Linked DNA regions of Mus musculus: region 2 is linked to region 1. The links are chromatin contacts, called in public HiChIP or PLAC-seq maps. All regions are on one chromosome and are shown on one strand. Each heading gives the region's core, a stretch centred on a gene start, on an enhancer-like site or on the middle of the called end of the contact. The rest is flanking DNA. Distances are from core to core; before and after follow the strand shown. Region 1 overlaps Cd86 (CD86 antigen). Region 2 overlaps Hcls1 (hematopoietic cell specific Lyn substrate 1).

Region 1 (7,690 bases), core at 3,457-5,956:
GCAAGTGTGTGGGAGCACTTTCTAGACTAGTGATTGATGTGGGAGGGTCCATCCAATTGTGGGAGGTGGTGCTGGGGAGTAAGAAATGAGAGCCTGAGGAGTAAGCCATGAAGCAGTGTCCTCCCATGCCCCTGCCTCACGTTTGCCTTGCTCGGGGTTCCTGTTTGTCCTTACTTCCCTCTATGACAGCCTGTGATTGTGACATGTAAACCAAACGAACCCTTCCCTCCCTACATTGCTTTTTCTTGTGCCTTTTATCACAGCAGTAAAAGACAAACTAGGACACCCAGACAGATATGCTAAGAATGATTCAACTGCTCAATGAATGAATGAATAAATGAATGAATGAACTAACCCTTGGTCATGATATTAATCCATCAGCATAGCCCATTGGTTGTAGTCTTATCTCTTGATTAATCCACTTCTACTTTTTTTTTTTTTAAACCACCACAGATCAACTAGCCATCACTTTCACTCAAACACTCACTGTGAGACAGGCTTCTCGAATCTTTCTGGCTTCTCTGATACTCAAATGTTATAACAAAAACAAATCTTTTTTGATGTAGAATTTTGATTATGTCACTCTGCTATTATTACTTTAGTCATAATAAAGAACAAAATCTTTAACTAACCCACAAGGCAAGTGTGTTCTGGCCCATGCTGAGCTCTTCTGCCTTGTCTCTCACTCACCTGCATGTCAACCACAGATACTCTCAAATCTTCCCCCTGCCCCAGTGCCTTTGTATGTGATATTACTTTGGCTCAGAACCTTTCTACCTTGTCACCCCTCCCAGCCCTTCGCCTGGTTAGTGCCTCTGGCTCTGTTTCCTTTAGATGTACATTACAAACGTTCCTAGAGGCAAGGCTGGACCATTTCACTCATACAGTTCTGGGGTTCAGAATTTGGCCTCAGGGGGATTCTCCCATTCTCTGTGGTAACAAGGGCCTGATTTGACTGCCATGAGTGGATGGCATTTGTCTGGTAGCTTAGCAGATGCTGGTAGCTTAGCAGGCTACGCTGAGCTAGGACTTTTGACCTAAACTTACACATGGGAGCTCTGGCACTGTGATGGCAGGACAGAGGAATATCTTACACGGTGGGCTCAATCCTTAGAAAAATACATTTTTAGAAGGTCATGTAGGGTGGGAAGGCTTTTTGTGTCTCAGAAGTTTCAGAACATTTTTAATGCTTCATCCTAAGTTAGTTAAGGGCCAACCTTGGAGTCAGGAGAAGTGATTAGACTCCACCTCTTTGTGGGAGGGTATCAGGACACAGGTGGCAATACTGAAGCTGCCACTTTATCCTTCAAATAGCACTTTAGACGAGTCACATGAAAACTTTCTTCAGCACCACGCAGACCTCTTGGTAGCACTCTTCATTGTAAAAATTTTATATTTGTTTATGTTTAATTGACAGTTATTTTGCTCCTTGGCCAAACTAAGCAGCTGTACTAAGCAAAGCCATCTCTGACTTTGCTCATCTCTCTGTCCCCAGCACTGAGCAGAGTGTCTGGCTCAATGAATGTCTGTTGAAGCGTGAATGAACACAGCACCACCCGAACCTTGACGGCAGTGATTGCGCACTGTTCTCAAGCGCGTCATTGTGCCGGAGCCTTGTTAACAGTCGAAAGCACAGGATCCCAAGCGATGCCTATCCTTCACAGTTCAGAAACTTCAGATGAAAGGAAACAGCCCCACCCTTTTCCTCTCAGCGTCTCAACGATAACACTAGCTGCTGTTAGCATGCGCCTTTAGCTTTTGGGACTCTGTGAAGAACCCCAGTACTTTATGGCGCAGTAGAGGCCAACAGAGGCTCCAGCAAGGAGTGTTCTTGGGATCTATGTCCCTCTGCCAGCAGATGGATCCACCCACAGTAGGCTTGTTGAGCCGTAAGTATGTACAGACATAGAGGAGCGACCAGGCCCTAGTGCGCTTGCGCGACCGGATTGGGTCCTTCCTCTAGTGGCCATGCCATCTGCTGATTTGCTCCTAGCAAGAACACCGTACACCTCGGGAGGAGCTAAGTGCTGCGGCTCTCCACGGTGTTTTCCAGCTTGACTTATTCCTGGACACCCTGCCTTTCTTTTTAGTGCTATTTGAAGGATCCAGGCCTATGTATCTTTACATCTCCCTAGACCTCTAGAAGAACTTTAATGCTGAAAATACTCAGTAAATATTTGCCTTTAAGACAGTGAATGAGCAACCTAGCTGAGACAATGCTCCTCTTAGTAGCATTTTCCTACTACCTGGTTACCGCTAAGTTCAGGGCAAAGTCTTTTCCATTGATGGCCTCCTGATTGCTCCCAGGGAACCATTCTCCCACTTTCTCTTTCAGAACAGCGTGGTCCTTTGTGCCACCTCATCTCCCCTCTTCTGCCTCAGCTAGATCCCAGTGCCTACGCTAAAGCCTGTTGCCTGTGAGGTGTGGAACAGGGTAGTGTTCTACCTGGCACATAGTAGGTGCTCAAGCAGCATCTGTGGAATGATTTGCCTACTAGAACAAAACCTCCCATGATGCAAATGGAGGCTTTGACCCCATTCTACCCCACCTCAGGGTCTCCCAAGGGTCCTGTAATGATTTTAGGGTATGTTCTGGTAGTGCCCTGTCTCCTCTTATCCTGCCAGTGGGCAGATTTGGAATCTCTTTGCTTGCTGCCCATGCACTACTGAATCTGGTTGGCATTGTGTTAAAGAAAAATCAGTAAAGTTGGATCAGTTTGAATCTCAGTTCTGCTATTACCAGTTTCATGGCCTTGAACATATCTTCACCCTTTGAAACTGGTTCTTCATCTGTATTATGGGGGTTAACAATCTCACCCAGACATCAGAAACCAGGGTGCTTGGTCATTCACCCCACCACTCTTACTTGTGTAAGAGTGTATATAAAGTCAGCGAAGATGGTATTACCGGGCACTTTGCTTTCTAGACTGTAACTCCTCCCCCCCATCCCCCTCCCCCTCCTCCTCCTCTTCGTTTTTGGATGCTGAAGACAAACATCTTTATTAAAGATACTACCAAAATTTTGGCAAACAACTCTTCTTGTGTGAACAGTCTTCCTTTTTAGGCTTTTCGCTAGCTCACCCACCCCTCAGACCCGATTCTGCTTCTAGTGACAGAAATCTGTCAGAGAATCCCCCCATAAATTCTTAGGTTCTTTCCTCTCCCATTGCGTCTGCTGAACACCCGCTCTGATAGTAAGAATTTCCATTTCTTGGGCCATCTGGTAAAAGCCTTGCTGGTGTTTGGAGTTTGGGGGACGGTTCATTCCTGGGGAAGTGACAGCTCTGTTCTGAGCCAACAAGAGTGGAGAAGCTAGCTTCCTCACACACACACACACACACACACACACACACACACACACACACAATTTCTAAAGGAAGGTTGTGTCCGTGTTTTAGGAACGGGCAATGGAGTGTCTGCCAGGCTGGTATGCAGTCTCCTTGTGAGCATTCGTGATGCTCCTCTAGGGAACTGGGACTGTCTGGCAAGGCCAAAGTGTGAGGTGTAGAACTTTGCCATCCTCAAGCTCCTAAATGGCTTTTGCTGAAGCCTGGCTTACTGTGGGTAGTTTCAGGGATCATGCATTTGAGACAAACCTGAGCTATAGAGCAAGACCCTCTCTCAAATCCTTACCCTGCAAACACACACACACACACACACACACACACACACACACACACACACGCACACACAAACAAAAAACAAACAAACAAAACAAAGCAAAATACTCACAAAGCTGGTATCAGTCAACTCAGAAGTAGTGAAGGAGGCTGATGTTTCTAATCAGGGAAAGACAAGTTTCCAAACAGAGAAGTTTGCAACAGTATGGACTTCCTGGGCAGGGCCAGAGTTTGCCCCACCCAGTGAGTTTCAGGGACTATTTGTTCGAGATTTTGGAAGGCTATTATGCAGGGGCTCTCAACCTTCCTAATGCTGAGACCCCTTAATACAAGCTGTGGTGACCCCCAACCATACAATTGTTTTCATTGCTGTTTCATAACTGTAATGTTGGCACTGCAATGAATCGTAAGTAAACATCTGATATTTCTGATGCTCTTCAGCAGCCCTGTGAAAGGGTCATTAGTCCCACAAAGGGGTCACAACCCACAGATTGAGAACGCTGCCGTAATGGTTCCATGTGATTACCTGAGTTAAACTAATCAATTAAGTTTATAGCATAGGGTCATTTGATTTGGAGACCTCGTGTGTTTGACATGTCAGGTGGGGAAAAGTTCTCTGATTAGATCCAGTGTGTTGACTTTTCAGGTATTATACAGACTCCTATATTTAGGGAGGAATTCAGACCTAACAAGGCCCCAGCCTTCAGATCCATGATAAATAGGATACTGTGAGTGACTTACTGTGACAAAATAGGCAAGGGTCCCCAGGCTCTGCCCACGTGCCATGTCTGCTATAGCTCAACTGACAATGCTAAACCCTAACATCCATTACAGTTACTGGGAGAGAGGGAGAAAGCTACTGGGAGCTAGACATTTGGTTCTCACACCAAACATCTAATATTTTGGCAGCTGAACTTACTTGTAACATTATCACAAACTGCTAAATTTCTATATGGGAAAAAAAAAAAGAGCTTCTACAGTTTAACAAGAGAAAGTCAGACTCAAGACAGGATGCGGGGAGGTGGGGCGGAGAGGGCTGTGTGACGAATACGTGGCGTAAGAATACAAACGTATTAATCATGTGGCAGGATACTCAGATTCATAAGAGAAATTTGTTTTGAAATAACAGTGGAAACCACCTACCAGATGTGGCTTAGACTTTGAAAAGCAAATCAGAAAAAAAAAAAATGTCGCCCAGGATATGGAGAAATCCGTTATTGGTTGCCTTTGATGGGAATGTGAAGTTCTGGTGGACAGTGGTTCCTCAGAGGGTTTAAAATAGAATCTCCATATGACCTACTCTTCCACTTCTTGGTTTGTATCTAAAAGAAGTGAAAGCAGAAAACTGGGGAGAAATTCGTACACCTCATGTTCACAGCAGCAGTCTTCACGGCACTAAAAAGATGTACATAATTCAAGCAGCCCTCTGCAGATGGGCACAGACGCTGAACCCGGTGTGAGCATCTTCAGAAGAGCAGGGATCCCAGCAGGTCCTACAATGAGGATGGGCCCCTAAGGCAGCGCTAAGTGAAGCAAACCCACCACAGAAAGCTAAATACTGTAAGATTCCACTTCCATCTAAAGAACTCAGGTCCATGGAGACAGAAGGTGGTTTCTGAGACCGGGGTGGGGAGTGGGGGGCAGGAAGGAAAAATGAGGAACGATCGCTGTTGACTGAGTCCAGAGTTTCCATCTTGCAATGTGAGAAGACTTGGGGATACTGTGATGTTGATGGTTGCACAATGCAAATCTTTCATGTGCTGCTGCATGTTTGGAAATGATCAGTCTAGTAAACATTGTATGTATTTTACCATATTTAAAAAAACTACGATGAGAGGGTTGAGGAATTCAGTCAGTGGGGCACTTGCCTGGCTAGCGCAAGGCCCTGGGCTCAATTCCAAGCACTGTCAAAAATGTATAATGAAGCGTCATTTTAATCTTTAAATGGTACAGATCAAAAATTCACAAATTTGAAAACATTCCCCCCCCAAAACATGTGAAAGTAAGTAGTCTCCTGTCGGTGGAAGTTTTAACGTATAATTGTGGAGGAAAATCTTTCTGTATCTGTGAAAACTAAAATTCCATTACTCGTCAGCTCTTGGTCAAGAGATTCTCCTTCTGAGAAGTGGCCAGCTCCTGCAGGTATGAGGCAGAATATAATTTGGGTTTTTCTTTACAACAGAAAATTAGGAGCAACTAATCAGGCTATTTGCATCAAGTAGATTACAGCAGAATAGTATGCAACTGCTAATATGATAGTGCTAATTATTATGGATATAAAATAATCCCTAAGCTGGTAGCATCTATGTAAAAGTATGTATTGAATGCTTCTATTTGTGTTTTAAAATCAAACGCTAATACATGTGGATCTGAGTTATTACTTTGTTGTATTTTGTCTAAAATAAGTGAAGGCAAGAAACTGAAATAGGTAACTGGTCATTCCAGGCACACTTTGGAAGAAAGTTAGATGGCCAGGGACCAGAGTCCATAGGGATCCTGGCTTTCAACTATTTGTCACTCTGATAGCTAATAATGGCTGCCAACTTGAATCACCAATCTAGAATTCTGGGATGTTGTAAGTGACTGGGTTATTTCAAGCCATCTTCAATGCAGCCTGCATCATTGCGTGGGTTGGGGTCTCAGGCTGAATAAAAATGGGAAGGCAAGATGAGTACCAGCATCTTCCTCTGCTTTCTGAACTGAGGGTACAATGAGGCTGGGTGCCTCCCACCCCTGCCCCCACCCCATGATGTCCCTGAAATTATGGGCTGCACCCAAACCTGTAAGCCAAAACAAGCCTTCCCTCCCTTCCTTATGTTGTTTTATCAGATATTTTGTTGCAACAACAGAAGAATTAACTGATACCTCACCATTACTTTAAACAATCAAACAATCAAACAAACAAACAAACAAAAAACCAAGGTCTTACTATGTACCCTTGTTGGCTTAAAGCTCACTAGCCTGGCCTAGGATTCACTGAGATAGATGAACATTTACCTCTGCCTCCCAAGTGCTGGGATTAAAATGCATCTGCTACCATGTCCAAGACTCAGCTTTACTTTAGCATTTTCATGTTATGTTCAGATATAATCTCTAAAAATTCTTAATTAAAAAAAATTACCGTCTCGAAGGATTAAAGCACACACACAAATACACACACACACACACACACACACACACACACACACACTGTTTTAGCCCACTGCCCTGTGCCAAGCACTATAAGAAAAGAAGGAAGTATACAGACACGACCTGAAGGATGGAGAATGGCTGTAGACAGTCCACCCTCCAAGGGAGAAATTTCTGCTATTGAATGAATAATACTTGTGTGTCTTCCCAAAGCACCACTTTCCTTTTATATACAAAGCTGAGTAGTAATCCACCTGCTAGGTTTCCCCTTTTATATTAGCCATTAAAACGCTGCAAGCCAAATTTGAGTGTCACCTAATACTAGGTGGTTCATTCCTAGGGTAAGCAGTTAGCGTCGGCCTTGTATTGGGATCTGCTCCAAACTTTGGTAATCGATTTGTTTCCCCACCAGTCTAATGTTGGTCTTTATCCTGTGCTTCTAGTAAGCTCTAACATCTTTTTGGTCTATATCGAGCGGTTGAGTCGAGAAGCAGAGAGAAAGCGAGAGGAAGAAGAAACTAGACATTATAAAGTCTTGCCTGACGTTTTTTCTTTAGCATGCCTTACAGATGAAGTGAGTATGTCAGGTAGTTAGACATAGGCTTCATTTCAACTTATGGCCAGATGCTCTGTGCACGAGGCCCAGGAAAGTGTTTGGCACGCTCTCCCGGTGACTTTCCATGCACGCGAAACTTTGAAAACCACGGGAAAATCAAAGGAAGTTCGATTTTACTCAAGGGTCTCGGTATTCTCTCATATTCCCTGCATTGGTTGAGACAAAAGTAATGCCTTGCTCTACCATAGAATGTCCCACAGCTTTGTCATCTAACATCAAGTACTTCTGGCTAATGTCACAGTCTCGATCAGCATGGGAAGGGTGTGGAGGGGTGGAGAACGCTGTTTTATACTACTTCAGTCTGGAAACTTAAGTCTCTGCCTTT
Region 2 (7,690 bases), core at 3,438-5,937, 310 kb before region 1:
TATTTATTTATTTATTTATTTATTATCAAGCATTAACATTCTCCAACGTAAGCCTGATAATTTCTGGGAATAACAAACAGAAACAAAGCCACAAAGCCCACTCATCATTATCTGTTAGAAGAGCTTCAAGTTCCTATAACTGAGACTGGGATTCTGCCTCTGAGAGCACACGACGCTGGAGGCAGCAAAGGACACCCACTCCTCTTGCTTACTTTAAGCACCTGGGCATACAGATTAGTTGGTTTTCTATTATCTGTAATATTTTAATCATTAGACATTAAGCTTTGCCGTATTTAAAGTTATTTGGGGGGGGGGGCAGACTCTTAGGACAGGAATGTGTAGGCTGGAAGTTATTTGCACATCTTTATGATTCTTGAGACAGACCGCCTAATTGGTTGAAGGCAGGTCTTTTGTTACCACCTTACTACCATGGAGGCTGCAAGACCTAAGAGGGTAGACATCCTGAAGACATGAGTTGACAGCTCGGCAGTTGTACCAACAAATGACAGACAACAAAGGTTCACAAATTGGGAAACCTTGCAAGGACTCCTGGGACCGCATAGCGTTATCTAGAGGAGAGAACTCTCAATTTTAGAGATCCAGCTTTCTGCAATTAGCAAGGGTCTGGGGTCGTTACTCTCCTTGGGACTCCCCTAGCTCAGGCCCAGCAGAAACTGGTTCCAGGCAAAGTGGCCGTGTCACAGGAGAGGCCTTCTCCTTTCATGGAAGATTAGACCCATCTGCTGGTCTAGTGGGATAATCTCACTGAAGGCTTTTAAAAAGCCTTTCAGCTTTAGCCGTGGTTAATTTTAGAGAGCTGGAGAGGAATCAGATGAACCGGATCCCAGTGCTGGCTGCACCCTGTGTTCCCATGCCTCACCTGACCCCACGGGTAACTGGGAAGCAAAGAGTCAGTGTCAGCTCAACAGCCTTGGGGCTGCCAGGGTCTGAAAAGGACGGGGCGGGGCGGGGCGGGCGGGCGCCCGGAGCTTCTGAATGGCTGTGTGAGGTCCCCAACTGAAGAATCCAAGTGAGGAAAGAAGGGCCTGGGACAAACATATTCAACTGAGCAAATATGCAAATCCACCTACTGAATTACAGTGTGCCAATCAGGGGACTGTACCAACAGAATTATGGCCAATCAGGGGACTGTACCAACAGATGACAGTTTTTAAATGAAAAGGTTGTGGACCAAAAAAAAAAAAAGTACAAAATATTTTACTTTGTTTTTGTGGTTGTTTTGTTTTGTTTTGAGAAGCAGTCTCTTCCACCCAGGATAGCTTCTTATAGGTATCTGTAGCCACACCCAACTGAAAATCCAACTTCTTATAAATTCCTTTACCATATAGCTGAATCCATCCCAAATGGCTCTTAATATATAATCTTTTTATTTGATAAATATCAATTAAACAGCTTTTGAGTGTGAAGTGTTGCTAGGCTCCAAGGACACAGAAGATCTCACACATGGAGACAGTGGACAGATGGAAGGGATACAGGGAAGCTTTCAGAGTGGCAAGTGTCATACCTAGGAGACTTTTGACACAGTGTCTCTGCTTCACGTTTTTCACATGGCTTGTATTGACGGAGCAAGCGAATCTAGCAAAATTCAGAGCTTCCAATGTGAAACAGGAGCAATAAAGGCATAAAGCGGAGCAGTTCTGACAATAAAAACTTTATTCACCAACAATATGGTCATATGTTTAGAAAATCCTACATTATCCACAAAGAAGCTACTGGAACCACTAAGCTTTCAGGATACAGAGTCGCCATTATCAAAGTCGATTGCATTTCTATCTGCCAGCTGCAGACATTTGAAGACCAGAAATTAAAAGTAAATCATAGTCATAACATAACATGAAATGCTTTAGGACAAATTTAATGAAATATGATTTAAGACTTGAACACTGAATAATACTTCTGAAAAACTAACTCAAAGATGATCTAAATAAGTAGAGGAATGCCACGGGTTCATAGATTGGAGAACTCAATACTACCAACATGTTTCCTATCCCTCTAAATGGTCTAACAACTCCAGTGGACCCCCAGTCAAACTCTCAAGAGGCATTTTTTTTTCCCGAGAAGCTGACTAGCTAATTCTAAATGTATGAAATTATAGAATCCTGGGATAGTAGGAAAAGCTTTTGAAGGAACACGCAGTTGGAGGCCTATTCCATTTCAATGACTTAGCACACAGCTATAATAACAGCACTGTGGTAGTGTGCTGTCAGGGCAAACATTGCTTAAGGAAGCAGAACAGAGTCCAAAAGTCAACCATACAGAAGGTCAAAGAAATCTGCTAAGTCAGTGGGAAAAAGAGTTTGGATTGTGTTTGGAAATTGGATATCCATAGAGAAGAAGAGCCTTAACTCAATTGCATGCCGCACATAAATATTAAAAAAATAAAATTTTAAATTGAGCCAAATGTTTGAGATAATCTTTACAACTCTGAGGTAAATTTTTTCTCTTAGACAAACAAAAAACAAATAAACCAAAAAACCCACTAATGATAAAATAATCTTTTTATATAAATCAGACTTCATCAGAATTCAAATCTTGTGCCATTCAAACAATACCACCAGAAAATTAAAAGAGCAATCATTCCTCTTGGAAGAATATTTATAAAATACTCATTTTACATAAGATCTGTTTCTAAACTATACAGGGAACTCAATAAAAGTACATTAAGTACATTAAAACTGAGTAAATATATGAACAGACATTTCAGAAAGAAGATAGGTGAAGAGACATGAAAATGAAGCACATGAAAAATGCTTAATAGGTTTACTCACCCAAGAAACACAAATTAACATCTCTGCATACCCACAGAGTGGCCAACATTCAAAATACCAACAATAACAAGTGCTGACAAGGACACGGAACAAGTGCAACACATACATTTCTGGTAGAAATGATCTATGACAAATTTCTTTTTGGAAAATAGATTGGTAGTTTCTAAAAAGGTAAACACTCACTGACTGTATGAATAAGCAATTAGATCTTTAAGTATACCTTGGAAAATATAAAAATATATGTCAAAGGAGAGAGATGTGCTCAAACACTCAGAATATATTTGGAATAGCATCAGATCAATGAACAAATCAAATGGTACCATAGCTACACAATAGATACTGTTTGACAGTAACGGGAAATAAAAGACCAATATATACAACTCTCTAACCAGAGTTCAAAAACATGCTGAATAAAAGAAAACCAACACAAAAGAGATGAACAGTCTTTGTTATTTATTTACTGAAACTTTAGAGAGACCCTAGTACCTATGCCACATGGATGGAAAATAAGTCAGTGCTTGTATATTCAGCAAGGGGCACTGACTACAGACACACACAGGACTGCTAGTGTGCCTGAAATCTTCTCTGTCCTCACCGTATTGGTGGTTCCTTGTAGTGTTATCAAAATTCACTGGTTTATAATTATTACACATTAACAGCACTGAGTTTTTAAAATAAGCTGTATTAAGGGAATGATGGCTTTTACGTACTCCTAAAGAGGTCCATGCCTATGCAGTGAGTATGGCATCTTGTTAAAGCCGGACTAAATATACTCAGCGGCTTTAAAGAGGAGAGCAATCCTAGGGAAAGGGGGCAGTTGATCACGGGAATTCAGATTGCCTTTCAAAAGAGAATTGTGGACATGACAAATTATGTTTATTAAAAACAATATGACATAGTGGCTAAGTACTTAGCCCTTAGATTCAGATTGAGCTGAATTCAAATTATTATCTGTCTATTTTATGTCTATAGCCTTAGACAAATTGTTAAAATCAAGAATGAATACCTTACTTTTCTGTGCTAGCAGAATGACATCATCATCTATAATAGACATGCATGACTGCATGACAAGCCACAACTCAATAATGAGACCTTTTGTTCTCATGGCATAGCCGCGGCTCTTCACGGCGAGGTAAGGAGAGTCAGGACTATTATCTCCAGTCATATGGATAAACAACAGCAGAGTGGTGAAACTATTCCCTTTACTGCCCTGGTGCTGGCATAGCAGAGCTGGCACCAGTCCCTGGTCCTCTGCAGTTCTTTATTTGCACTTTGTGTAAAGTTGTAGGGCATAATATTGGCTAAGCCCCTGAGGCAGCTACAGCTATTTCTCACTGAAACCTAATCTTAAGACTTCAGGACGCACCAAAGGCCTTGTCCAATGTAATGCTCACAGCACAGTCAGGGAGCTGACCTGCTTCTTTTCCTCAATGAAATCAGATAAAAATCAAAAGTCTGACTTTAGAAACGTGAATACCAGTCTTACATGGTGATCTTGTATCTGTTGATTACAAGATAAAAATTGTGCTTGTATTTTCTTCGTCATTGTTTTTCAATCAGTTATATTTTATTACACAAATGTATCAATCTATAATACATTTGATAATAGGAAAACAGCAGATAAAAGCATTTGTCCTCTCCCACAGAGAGTTTAAGGATTACTGTTTGAGGGTAGTAAGGATCTCTTCCTCTTCCAGGCATAGACAAACACAGAGAGGAGAGAGGGTAATAGCCTTGATAGTGGGGTCATTTCTCTATACACTGATAAGAGACGGGTAGAATTGCTTAAGCTAGTCTCTGAATTAGAAAGCCGTCCCCAGACTAAATTTATTCAAGGCTGACCTAAAAAGAAACACAGTGGTGAGGGGGGCGGGTCTCACGCCTACCAAGAAGCACAGTCACTTCCTTTTCCTGTTTTGAGTCAGCTCAGTCTGGCAAGAACTCTCCTCTCCAATTTCCCCTCCACTCCCAGGGTCTTGGTGATTTCCACTTGGCCATCAAGGGTGGCTTAGTGGGACCATCCAAAGGATATTACAGACTTTATGCTGAAATGCCCCCGAGGACTGTTTGATCTAGATGGGAAAACTGAAGATCAGAGAGCAGAAAAGATTTGTCCAAGGTCACTTAGCCCATTCCCAGCAGGGTCCCAGCTTTTGCGTGTAGAAGGCTTTAACAAATAGGAATGGAACAAGCTTTTGTGAAACCATCTCCAACATTTACTATAGTGGATATAGATCTGGTTAGGTTAACAAGGAGATATGCAGAGTCACCACCGTGTGAAAATGACGTGGTATGCAATACAGCCATTTGATTAAAAGCTATTTAGGAAGTAGGAAGGTATTAGCTGCTGCACACTTGTGTTAGGTTTTGGGGATAGAAATCAGATAAAGCTCATCTACATTAACAGCGTATAGATAGAACCAAAGTGCTAAGTAGTACTAAGAGGGCCAGCAGACAGTCAGTCACATATACTATTCAATCCAGAGTAGCTGTCATTATCCCCATGAGTTAATAAAATGGGCCACTAAGACATTAGCTGTGACTGAGTTCACACCACTAATGATGACAGAGCTGGGAACGAAATCAAAATCTTCAGAACGCAAGCTCTTCCTACCGGCTCACAGCAGGGTTTTAGAAGTAGTCCTTAAAATGTCCTACTCCTAGCTGACACACAAGATGCAGGCACATGGGAGGGAAAGCAGCATGGGAGTGCTCTCTCAGGTCAGCACTTCCCAGAACACCAGAGAGTGGGGGCTTCACTCAGAGGAGAAAAGAGCTTTGACCTTCTTCATCTGTGAGCGCTCAGGGAGCTTCTGGGAAACTCCTTGTTTCTGCTTTTTCTTTGTCACTCTACATGCTTTCCAGTATTGCTTGATTCGTTTAAGAGTAACACTCACTTGGGACTGGTGAGATGGCTGAGGGGTTAAAAGCACTGGCTGCCCTTCCAGAGGACCTGGGTTTGATCCCCGGCACCCACATGACAGCTTACAACAATCTGTAACTCCAGCTCCAGAGCATCTGTACCATGGGCAACTTAGCCACGCGTGGTACATAAACACGTATACTGAAAAAAGACCCATACATATAAAAATAAATAAATGAAATAAAAAGTATTCAGTATAGCTACTTACATTAAACCATTTAGGTCTCTACCGTATTCAGAGACATTCCAGATCTACACAAGTTTGTGCCAAGTCTGTGGCTGGTGCAATGTGGTCACCACTGACACTTCTTAAAATCTAGGGGGAAATTAGTCTAAAATATTGTCATGTGTGGAAGGAGGAGTTGGGAATGGAGTGGAAAATCGACTTAATCTTGCCAAGTTTAGAAGTGCCGATTCATGATTTTCCAACTTTCACCCATATTATGTCATTCCCTGTATTTGCCTTGATCCTAAAAAATATGGCAGCCTGGGGCTACCCAGAACCAACAGTCCTGGTTAGATGATCCTGACTAGCCTATGGACGAGCAGTATGAATCTCTCAGTCACCAAGTATGGAATATTGATTCCATAGAAAATCCTAGATATGCCCATATTGGCTTCTTTCTTTTGGAAACAGTTGCATGTATTGTGGTGATGTAATATTCTAAAAACATCCCCTAAATCCTAAGATTTTGAATGTTTTGCCTGATCTCATAACCAAAGTTGACACTACTTAACACTTAGCATGTTAAACCTGCTTCAAGAGAACAATGTAACAACGGGACTTAGCCTGTTAAACCTGCTTCAAGAGAACAATGTAACAACAGGACTTACTTGCCATGTGGTCAGTTCTTACCACCAAAGGTAATGCACAGCTACAACCTTAAGTTACATTCTCTTCCACGTCCCCAACACAGACTAATGCATGTACATCATTTGTTAAAAACATCAAATGCAGAAGTTGAAAGCAACTTCCTAAATCCCACCAGAGAGGTTGAAAGCAACCATTTATGGATACTGGTTGATCAACAATGACATTTGTTATCTGGGTCAATTGGAGCCAGTGACTTTATTGCTGATAGTTCTGCTAAGCATCCATCATTCTTTCTCCTGTATGATACTTTCTATGCTTTTCCATAAAGACAGAGCAGAGCTTTTTGTAGGGAGGTACAGATACACACAGTTACACAGCTGTCACACACAGACAGACACACAGTGACATGGGGACAAACAGATTCACAATCCAGTCTTCAATCAGTCTAACAGATTCAGACACATGCAGAAGACAGACAGAGGAAGAAAGACACAGAGAGTGTGAAGTATCTAGACTGTCTCTTGCTTAGAGTGCTTTTATTTCTTTCCTTAACAAAGCACTAATGCATTCTTGGCAACTCAGAGTATCTTTAACACATTATAATTCATGCAATGTAACCCAGGCTTGCCTTGGTATTGAACTTCTGAGCCTTCAGCATCCATTACTTTCCCACAGCCACCTCCCTCCACCATGCAGTGCTAGGAAACCCCCACAACTAACTTATTTGGTGCTGGGAACAAACAGGACTTCATGCAGACTAGGTAAAATTTTACAACCTGGGCTACACTGACATAATAATTTCAGAAAAAAAAAGAGAAAGTTCTCTTGAAGATTAAACATCATTTCTAAAATGGTTTTAGTCATCAGCTTCTCCAAATGTCATATTTATTTACATTAATATTAATGGTTCCCAATTTCTATCAAATAGTAGTCAAATGCAAAACTGTGTCTCAAGTCTCTGTACCAGTATGAGAGCTGATATTGTCCTCAACACACCATTTATGCAGGAGTTCCTTTCCTGGACATTTTACTGATGCCTTCCTTTTTTGAGACAGTCTCCTGGCTGGCCTGGAATTTACGATGTAGACCAGACTGCTTTGAAGTCACAGAGACTTGCTTGCTTCAGCCTCCTGAGTGCTGGAATTAAAGGTGTGTATGACCACA

The links. HiChIP or PLAC-seq counts read pairs in DNA pulled down with a chosen protein or histone mark.
Region 2: an H3K27ac HiChIP or PLAC-seq map of microglia shows a contact between it and region 1, with 5 times the contacts expected there. The contact joins two enhancer-like sites. A contact is called at or near these places in 2 of 115 datasets of contacts at active chromatin or transcription factors (bone marrow-derived dendritic cells and microglia) and 2 of 9 other capture datasets (adipose tissue and liver).

What each region holds. Positions count from the first base shown.
Region 1 is chr16:36,629,412-36,637,101 of GRCm38.p6, reverse strand. The region is part of intron 1 of Cd86 (CD86 antigen); the gene reads left to right. Among named protein-coding and RNA genes, the nearest start is that of Cd86, 33 kb to the left of the region's middle. Within about 2 kb of position 4,706, at least 31 of the 459 cell types and tissues checked have an H3K27ac peak or open chromatin away from gene starts, as enhancers often do. A contact at or near this core is called in bone marrow-derived dendritic cells and microglia, where this site is marked.
Region 2 is chr16:36,938,343-36,946,032 of GRCm38.p6, reverse strand. All of the region lies in intron 3 of Hcls1 (hematopoietic cell specific Lyn substrate 1), which reads right to left. Among named protein-coding and RNA genes, the nearest start is that of Hcls1, 7.2 kb to the right of the region's middle. Within about 2 kb of position 4,687, at least 113 of the 459 cell types and tissues checked have an H3K27ac peak or open chromatin away from gene starts, as enhancers often do. A contact at or near this core is called in bone marrow-derived dendritic cells and microglia, where this site is marked.